2 separate regions of the Rattus norvegicus genome follow, and region 1 is linked to region 2. A link is a contact called in public Hi-C data. All regions are on one chromosome and are shown on one strand. The core of a region is the stretch at or near the end of the contact, and the rest is flanking DNA. Distances in the headings are between cores, read along the strand shown.

What was found. A called contact is a pair of places that touch in the nucleus more often than the background predicts.
Region 1: a Hi-C map of liver shows a contact between it and region 2, with 2.8 times the contacts expected there. The contact joins the enhancer-like site here to the promoter of P2rx4 in region 2. A contact is called at or near these places in 3 of 12 Hi-C or Micro-C datasets (kidney and liver).

The regions. Positions count from the first base shown.
Region 1 is chr12:39,552,874-39,557,470 of GRCr8, forward strand. P2rx7 (purinergic receptor P2X 7) reads right to left here. Exons shown (of 13, transcript NM_019256.2): 13 at 1-1,076. The coding sequence ends at 579. Among named protein-coding and RNA genes, the nearest start is that of P2rx4, 32 kb to the left of the region's middle. Within about 2 kb of position 3,073, at least 14 of the 93 cell types and tissues checked have an H3K27ac peak or open chromatin away from gene starts, as enhancers often do. A contact at or near this core is called in liver, where this site is marked.
Region 2 is chr12:39,520,516-39,525,483 of GRCr8, forward strand. It overlaps P2rx4 (purinergic receptor P2X 4), which reads right to left and starts at 2,574. Exons shown (of 12, transcript NM_031594.2): 1 at 2,341-2,574. The coding sequence starts at 2,474.

The DNA of each region.
Region 1 (4,597 bases), core at 1,823-4,322, 33 kb after region 2:
AGGAATTGGAAGTTGTTAGCCTCTTAAAACTAGGGCCTGAAACAATACATGTGACGTCACATCCGCTACTGGATGAAGCCGCCAGAGTTGCCCGTAATGGGGAGGGGAAACGACACCTTTGGGTCTTGAGGGGTTGGGTTGGGGTGGAGGACGTCAAAGAATTTGTGGCCATATTTCATTTCTCAGAGTACTCTCGAATCTCAAAAGGTTTGGTTTTCAGGAATGGGCCTCTGTATCCAGGAAGCTGTGGAGACATGGACGGGAGAGAAAACACCTTCACCGTCTCCACAATGCTAGTTCAGAGGAAGTGAGTTGGGGAAGATCGGGATTCGAGGAGCCTGTGTATACGTTATAGGCTGTGGGTGGCACCGCAGTCCAGGTCAAGCCGCAGGCTCAGATCTGCATCTGTTTCTCATCCACGTGGAGAGGGGTTCATGTGCTTGCCATTGGCCTAACAATCCCTTCAACACGGCTTACGAGGGAGGAAGACTTAAGTTCCCCTTTGGCTGAAAGTGTGTCTCTAAGTCTTTCCAAGAGAATGCTATATTATGAGTCACCATAATGTGGCAGCCATACTGTCAGTAGGGATACTTGAAGCCACTGTACTGCCCCTGGGTCTTGGGGAACTCCTTCCGGATCTTCCAGCGGCAGCAGCTGGGCAGAATGGCAAAGTCGGCCATGTCTTGGGAGACAAAGCGCCAGGTGGCATAGCTCCTGTACGCACAGTGTCGCAGCTTGCTGTTGATGGCCTCTCCCTCCAGCGCCAGCAAGGGCTCCTGGTAGAGCAGGAGGAGCTGCAGGGCCTCTCTGGATAGCACGATCTTACTGAAGAGCTCAGAGGTAGTGATGCACTGTCCTGGCTTCCTCCGGCAGCACAGCTCCTCCAGGGCCCTGCGGTTCTCTGGTAGTTGAGACGGGAGGCAGTTTCCACACTGGCACCAATCTGGGCTGTCCCTGGACCTAGGAACCGCTTCTATCTGGAGCAGCTGCATTTCCTCAGGTTGTCCAGGAATTGGGGGTGAGTGGTGGAGAGAGAGGGAGAGCCTAGACAGTTCCAAGAAGTCCGTCTGGGGTCTCTGAAAAAGTCAAGTTTCCAGACCCATCAGCGACAGTAACCCCTCGAGTTCTATCAACCTACGTAATCGCATTCAGTATCACCGCGTCTGGCAAAGCTACCACTTGCCAGACGTCTGCATCAGGGCTGGGCTGCTGTCGAGCCTGCTAAGAACCTCTTGTATAGATGTTTATCTTTGGAAAATGAAGTTCAGAAAAGGCAGCTAGCTACCAACTGGATCAGAGCCTCTTCCCCTGGCTGCCTTCTGAGGGTGTGACTCTCCCTGGGCAATTCTCCAGTCACATCAAGATAGTGGGACTATCTTCTGGGACTGGCCCCCTCCTAAGAGACCTAACTGGCTAGTACGTTTCCTTGTTGACGCCTGCCTTCCAGGGGAAAGCAAGAATTCTGTTTATTTGCCGCATGTCCCTGGTGCAGGGGCAGAGATCAGTATACAGTAGATAGAAAACACTCATTGACTCGTTCCTACTCTCTCTCTCTACTGGCATAACCATTTGTTATCTTCTAAAGAAGTTGCCAAAACGGCTGGGCCTAGTCTTCGTGACATACGCCTTCGTTTCCTGGATGAAGACCCGAGTCAAATACATTCAAACGGAATGGTTTGTGTATGTGAACCTAGCACCATCCGTAACAGCCAAAAGGCTGAAACAACCCAGCATCCACCAACCAGTGGGTGGGTAAGCACACAGGCAGTCTGTCTGTCCAGGAATACTATGAAGCCACAAAACAGACCGAACCGGGCACACACAGCAACGTAGATGAGTCTTGAAAACACAATGCTAAGTGACAGAAGTGACACAGAGGTCACATGGTATATGGCCCATCTTAGGCAGAGTTTCAAGAGGAGACAGGCCAGTAGGAAGCAGGTGAGTAGTGGCTGCTTGATGAATATGGGATTTCTTTCTGAGGAGATACAGGAGCTCTGGGGCTGGTGGCCTTGACTGGATTGTGACATGTGGGCATCACTGAATTATGTGCCATGAACGGTTACACTCCCAAACACTAAGAACCTTTTTTTTTTTTTTTTTTTTTGAGATGGAGTTCTTGTAGCCCAGGTTGACCCAAAACACTATGTAAGGCAGGGTCTTGAACTCCTGATATTCCTGCCTGTACCTCACAAATGCTGGGGTTACAGAGATCTATCAGGACGCCCAGCAAAGTAGCTCACTTTCTACCTGTAGTCCACAAGGACATTACAAGAAAGGAAAATTTTGGTCAGGTTCTCCCCAAGATGAGCTATGAAAGTCCTAAACAATGGAATCCGATCCATTAATAACTACAAAGAATGGCCCATCACATCGCAATGGAAAGTTGTGGGACAAGATGGCTCAGTCGGTAAAGCACTTCGCCATGCAAGCGGAAGGACCTGCGTTAGATCCCAAGCTGAGCCCGGTGCACCTCAAGTCCCAGGGCCAAGGACACAGAGGCAGGAGGATCCCTGGAGCAACCCGGCCAGCCAGCCTAGCAGAATTAGTGAGCCCTGAGTTCAGTGAGAGTCTCTGTCTTGAAACAGTAACGTGGAGAGCGATTAAGGGAAACAAGTAACAACTTCTGGTGTACACCCACATGTGTGCACGCGGTGCATTCACATGAACAGACATCCACTCGTTCCTACACACATACCCAGCCGCTGTGAGTCAGTGAGTCCCGCCAGCGGGGGCGGGGGGGAGGAGCCATCCCTAGCCATTCACCAATTACATTCAGAAGGGCATGGCTCAGTGGTGTTAACCTATGATATGCAAGGCCTTAGGCTCAAGTCCCAGCATTCCCCAACTTAGATCGGGCATTGAAATTCAACACATCACAGGAAAGAGAAAACCTCCCAGATTGCTTCAGAAAAAATTTTTTAACATTCCAAATCCATTTCTGATAAGAATTCCTGACGAACTAAACACGAGAGGGAATGTTCTTGAATCTGATACCGCCTTCTTATAAGCGCACCAAAAACCCGTGGCAGAGAATGAACTAGACGGGCTGTCTGCTGAGGCAGGAAATGAGGTAGAGGCCAGTGCTTTCCACACTCAGTGGGGCAGCCTGCCAGGCTGCCGGGGCCTAGGCAGTGCTGGGACACAAGGGGAAGATTCTTCCCTGAAGACTCCCGGGGGAACCATTGCCCTACGAAGACCTTCACTTCAGCCATTTACCCTCTGGACTGACAGAGCAAGCCTGATGTTTTATGCTACTTCATTCGTGGTCACTGGTTAGGGCCACAGGAAATCAATACAGCTGACAAAGGTGCCCAAGGACCGGAACTGTGTGGGAGCACAAATGAACTTTGTGGCTGTTTGTTGGTATCCACTGACACTGAATGTACTCCAGCTGCCAGCCGCCAGCCCAGACACTCAGGTGATCACCCGGCAGAATGCTGGCATGATTGGCATTTGCTGCCCCCCTCCCCCCCGCCCCTCCATATTAGAAACTTCCCAAATGCCCTTCCTCACTGAAACAGGTAAATAAACTGAATGTTTACAAGACAGAAATCATACGAAAGGGAGAATGAGCTATTTTCTGTGTCAGGTAGCTCTTGTAGCAGCGTGTGTAAGACTTTTAAAATACACAGTCCAGTTTTCCTTTGTCACTTGGTCTCATCTGGTTTCCCAGTGATCTCCCTGCCTCGACCTCTCAAGTCCTGGAGTTACAGGTGTAGACAGCTCTACCCAGCTGGCACAGGCCAACTTTTATAAAACCGCAGAATCCGTAAAAATAATCCTTAAACTGCTGTGGTGGCACATGCCTGTAATCCCAGCCCTCAGGAGGTCTCTGAGTTCTAGGTCAACCTGGTCTCTATAAGAGTTCTAGTCCGACCAAGGCTACCCAATCCTTAGATGCAAGACGGGGACCACTTTTAAGGAAAGATGACAATTTAGGAGGGGCATGGAAGGGACTTTTGGAATATTCAGTCTTTCTCTGTCTCTTTTCTGGATAAATCTCTACTATGAAATCCCAGCAACCAGGAGGCAGAGGCCACTTTTGATGCCAGCCTGGTCTACATAGTGAGCTCCAGGGCAGGCAGGGTTACGCAGAGAGACCCTGTCTCAAAACAAAACAAAACAAAACAAACAAACAAAAAAAACTAATTACCACCCCCCCCCAAATCTACTATGAGCTATACCCCTAGCCATCTGATTTTAAATCATTTTTATTAGATTTGTGTGGTGTGTGTGTGTGTGTGTGTGTGTGTGTGTGTGTGTAAAACACAGTCAGTGTAGGGAGATCAGAGGCTAACTTGCTAGAATTGGTTCTTTCCCTCCCCGTGTGGGCTCCAGGGATCTAACTTGGGTCATCAGCCTCAGTGGTAACTGCCTTTACCCTCAGAGCCATCCGACCAGTTCCCGAACAACTAATTTTTTTTTAAAAATCTGGATGTTGGTTTCACAACTATGTTATTTTGTCAAAATCTATCACCTTTTTTTTTTTTTTTTTTTTGGTTCTTTTTTTCGGAGCTGGGGACCGAACCCAGGGCCTTGCGCTTCCTAGGTAAGCGCTCTACCACTGAGCTAAATCCCCAGCCCCCAAATCTAT
Region 2 (4,968 bases), core at 1,324-3,823:
TTCTGTAGAACCGGCTAGCCTCAAACTCAAGAGATCTACCTTCCTCTGTCTCCCCAGGCGATGGGATTAAAGACTTGTGCCTCCGCCACTCTGAGACATCATCAACTTCTAAAGTATCAGAGTGGAATAGACTCAGTAGTGTACACCCATAATCCTGCACTTGGGAGGTGGAGGCAGGATTGGGAGTCCAGTGTAGGATAGCCTGGGCTACATGAGCCTGTCCAACCCAGGCCCCACAACCTCCTCACAATACAGGCTGGTGGGGTGGTTTCATCGGGTAAAAGTGATCACTGTGCAGGTCTAAGGACCTGAATTCCATCCCCGGAACCTACAATGGAAGGGGGAAACTGACTCCTAAAAGTTGTTCTCTGGCCTCCACATGTGGCATGTTCCCTCACTCATACACAGATACGTAATCAAAAACCAAGGCAGCATTTAAACATTAGCACAAAGCTAGTCTGGTATGCAAAAGGCTCTTGGTACCCCAGTGGGAGAAGTACTGATATTTAACTTTCTTGGTTTACTATATTGGAAATACCTTCAAAACCTAGTGGGGTTTTGTTTGTTTGTTTGTTTGTTTGTTTTTAGCTTGAGTGCATTTTAATTGAGATAGCTTAGCACTCAGTGGCTGCACATGGCCCTCTTAAAATGACAACAGCCACAGACTCTCATCAGTGAACAGATTAGCCCAGAAGAGCAAAAGCCGAGAGCTCCTGATTCTAGATACTTCCAATCCGAGTTGGCTAGCTGCATATCTCACTACTTGAGAGTTCATCCTGAACCCTGGAAACTACTCCCTCAGACACTTAACAAGTCCAGACTGACTGTCCAGGTGTTTCAGGTACCGGCGACTGAATAAATCCTCCAAGGCCTCATCTTAAGACTCACTTTATCGGGGTTGGGGATTTGGCTCAGTGGTAGAGCGCTTGACTAGCAAGCACAAGGCCCTGAGTTCGGGCCCCAGCTCCGAGAAAAAAGAAAAAAAAAAAAAAAAAGACACTTTATCTACAGAGGACTTGTTTGGAGACAGGATCTCATGTAGGCCAGGCTAGCTTTAAACTCAACATCTTTCTGCCTCAAGGCCCATAAATGCTGGGACTGCAGACTTATTGGTTACCGAAACCCGGCTTCAGCAAATTTTACCTAGTGTCTACTGCTTCCATATGCTGGAACCTGCAACCTTGTGAGGGAAACCTGCCTTCTTTCGAATGCCCTAAGGCGGTCTGAACAGATTCCAGACCTCACACCAAGCAGGAGACCTGCTGGCTTGTTATTTATCTGAGACACTACGTAATTCTGGTAGACCAGGCTGGCTTTGAACTCACAGATATCCGCCGCCTCTCCCACCCCAGTCCTAGGATTAAAGGCTGTGTCTTAGGCATTCTTAACCACTGAGCGGCCTCTCCAACCACCTGTGTACCTAATTCATCTACCCAAGGTCACACAAAAATTTCTCAGGTGAGTGTGGTCCGGCACTGAGGTTGGTAAGCCCTCTGTGTCAGCTTGTGAATGGGCAATCTATGTTTTCTGTGGATTCCTAGGTGATTCCAATGTGTAGTTTAGGGACCCGTGCTTTTAGGCCCTTTAGAAAGAGTAAGAAAACAGATCCACCTGTCACGCTAGCAGCTGTTGACACTTGAATACCTTGAAATTGGGCCCCGGAGGCAAGGTAGCGTTCACCACCTCTCCTGGGGTGTATTAAATTCTTACAGGTGCGTCCAATTAAAATTAACCATTTAATAATGCCAAGTGGTGGGAGGTATATATAAACAGTATTCGGGGAGCAGAGTTTAGAATCAAAATCAGGCAGGTACTCCTATTCCCAACCAATCCAACAAGGCAAAGGAAATGAGTGACCCCTTAAGACACTTTTGGGAAGTGTGACATCTCACTTTTGGGAAGTGGTCCTGGGTTATCAAACGCTTCTTAAAGGAACCAAAACCACAGACCCAGAAAGTACCGAATGAAAATCACGAGCCTTGGAAGCGGGAAGACTGTGGCGTTAAGAGTTCAGCCCTCCCTGCGCAGTCCCTTCACCAAGTCAAAGAGCATCATGGAGCAAGTCGGAAGGTAAGGGTGCAAGAAAGATGGGGTGACGGTCTAGCTAAGACAAGGCTCAGCTCGTAGGACCTCCAGTTGTCCCCAGTGTCCCGTTCAAGCCGGTTCCAGGTGGCTAGAGCCCGGCGAGGGCGTGTCGCTGCCTCTTGAACTTGGGGAGGAGGAGGAGGGGCTTGGCCGGTTCAGCGGGTGCCCCGAGCTCCGAGGGCGAGCCAGGGGGCGCTGCCAGGTCTCCGGCAGTCTGGGTTCCCCTAGCCGCGGCCCCTCCCCAGGCCCGCTCACCCGATGACGTAAGCCAGGATGAGCAGCTGCACCGCGCGGTTCATGAGCCCCACTTTACGGCTGCGGATGAGCACGATGCGCGGCGTGTCGTACTCGAACAGGAAGGACCCGAGCACGGAGCAGCAGCCCGCCATGGCTCCGCCGACCGCTCCGCGCCTTGGCCACTGTGGGTCCCCTCGCCACCGCCGGCTCCCGGCCGCAGCTCCACCCACCAGCTCCGGCAGGCTCGCTGCGACGCCCGGAAATAGGCGGTGCGAGGCCTGAGGATCGCGTCTCCTCCCCCTCCGCCACCCCGGGGTGACGCCCCGACCCGTGACCCCCTCAAGGGGCGAGACTAACAACCCAGAGTGCCTTAGCCCTAAGGGACGAATTACCTCAGGGGCAGGGGTCCAGGGAGCAGGGTCAGCTCGAGAGTAACAAGGGTAATGACCCCCTCAGGCCTAGGACTTGAGAGGCAGATGGGTTCCTCCCGGTTGCAAAGGACACCTCAGCAGTTTGGATGCAGAACAAGCCGTGCCCCAGAGGAACTTGGGTAAGAGTTACATTCCTAGAGAACCTGTCAAGGGATGTCTGTAGTAGTCAGCCACACACGCCACCATATATCCCTCCTAGAACTGAAGTCAGGCGGTGTCCCTGCCCCAAGTCCGATAACTTAGTTGCCTCTGAGAAAAGGAAACAGCCAGAGCATGGTAGGTGTCCTTGAAGCCATCTTGCCACTGAGGATATCTCATCACAAGCTTAGGGAAAACTGGAAAAATTCAAGCCAGTGAGTGACTTGAGTTGACAGTGTTACGCGTCACATACATCCATTCCCTTGAGCTGTGTTTTTATAGGTGTTTTATATTTAGTGTAACAGATACAACCAAGAACTGTTAATAGCTATCTTCCTTACACCAGGTACAGTGCAGTGAGCGTAGGAGGAGAGCGTCTCAGCCCTGTGCAGGTCACATCCGTGAGATTTTAGGTTCTAATCAGATTCCTCACAGTTCTTTTCATTTTTCCAAATCTTTTATTCCATATGTGTTCGCTTCAGCTTTTGGTCACTGTGTCGGAAACCTGAGAGGAAACAAAGGGGAGGAAGATGCATCTAGGCTCATGGTTTCAGAGGCTTCCATCAGAGTTGGCTCCTCTGATCTGAGCGAGCGTGGTGGAGTTGACCTTACGGAAAGGCATGGGAACAAGACGTGTCTTTCCAACACCAGCTCTTAGTGAATTAGTTACTCCAACTGCCTTCCCCTCCTTTGTACCATCTCCCAATGTTATGATTCGCTCATATCGCTCCCAGAATCCAGTCCTCTCTCAGTGTTCTATCTCCCGTGTGGGGAAGAACCCTTCGACACATGAAGGCTTTAGGAGAACTCTTCACACACAAATCATAGCGCTGTGTTACCAGAGACACATCATGCGATTTGAATGATTATAAGTTTTAATCTATGGCTTAGTCTTAAAAACATACCATCCTGGTATGGCGTCTCTAATCCCAGCAGTCCGAAAGCAGAGCTGGGAGGATCGGCACAAGTTCAAAACCAGCCTGGTCTGTATACCGAGTTCTAAGTATAGAGTGAGACCCTGTTTCCCTCTACAGTCAGTGAGTAGGCATAGATACTGCCAAACTTCACAACCTGAGTTTAATCCCTAGGACCCCCGTGGTGGAAGAAGAACTTGCATGACTGTCTTCCACATGTGCCATGGTATGTGCCCGCCCCCTCCTAATACATTGTTTACAAAAATTCTGAGACACAAGAATAAGCCACGTGACATTTCCTTAATTCCTCTCGAAATCATTCTGCGTTTTCATATGCAAGACAAAGGCTCTGGAGTTACATTGCCAGCCCTGACTGCTTCTTATTTTGTGATATCTTTAAAAAAAATCATGTATTCATTTTTAAAGGACTTATTTCCTGTTACGGGTACTTGTGTGCGTATGACACATGTGCCGGGGGACACTGGATCCCGTGGAACTGGAGTTGTGGGCAGTCGTAAGCTACCTGATGTGTGTCATGAGCCATTTTTACAAATGTTAAGGTTTTCTTCTCTATCCTAGCCAGCTCTCAAATGAGACGGAAACTATTAGATTTATTTAATAGGCTTTGCAGCACAGTATCTAAGCAGTTCTTGATCCGTTCTGATTCTCTAAGATAAGCTGCCTGTCTCCCAGCCAAAATCCCCCAGATACTTGGATTTTTAGTATTGGTCTGGCTCTCTCTGCTTCAAGCTGTTCTCATGGTATCTCCTGGACCCTCTCCAGGTGGTGATTACTCCTTGCCTCCCTCCTCCCCCTCCTCCCTCCCCACACCACCCTTACCCACTGACAGAAGCCCAGCCCTATTCTTTACTCAGTTTTTATTGGTTGATCAGCTTTTATTGACAGATAAGAGAATAAATGGAGAGGAATGTTTACACACACTTGAGACGGGAGGATGTAAGTTGATGTCCATATACAGGTGAGGGCCGGCACAAGTTCAGGCGAGGCCTGTAATTGGACAGTAAAAAGTAAGGCGGGGACAAAGGTTTTGTAAAGGGGGGGGGGGGGAAGAAGAACCAAGATGGAGAATCTTAGAATAAGCATTTACAGTGCCACGTCCAGACTGCAACAGAGATAAGAGCAGAGGGAAGAGCATTTGAATA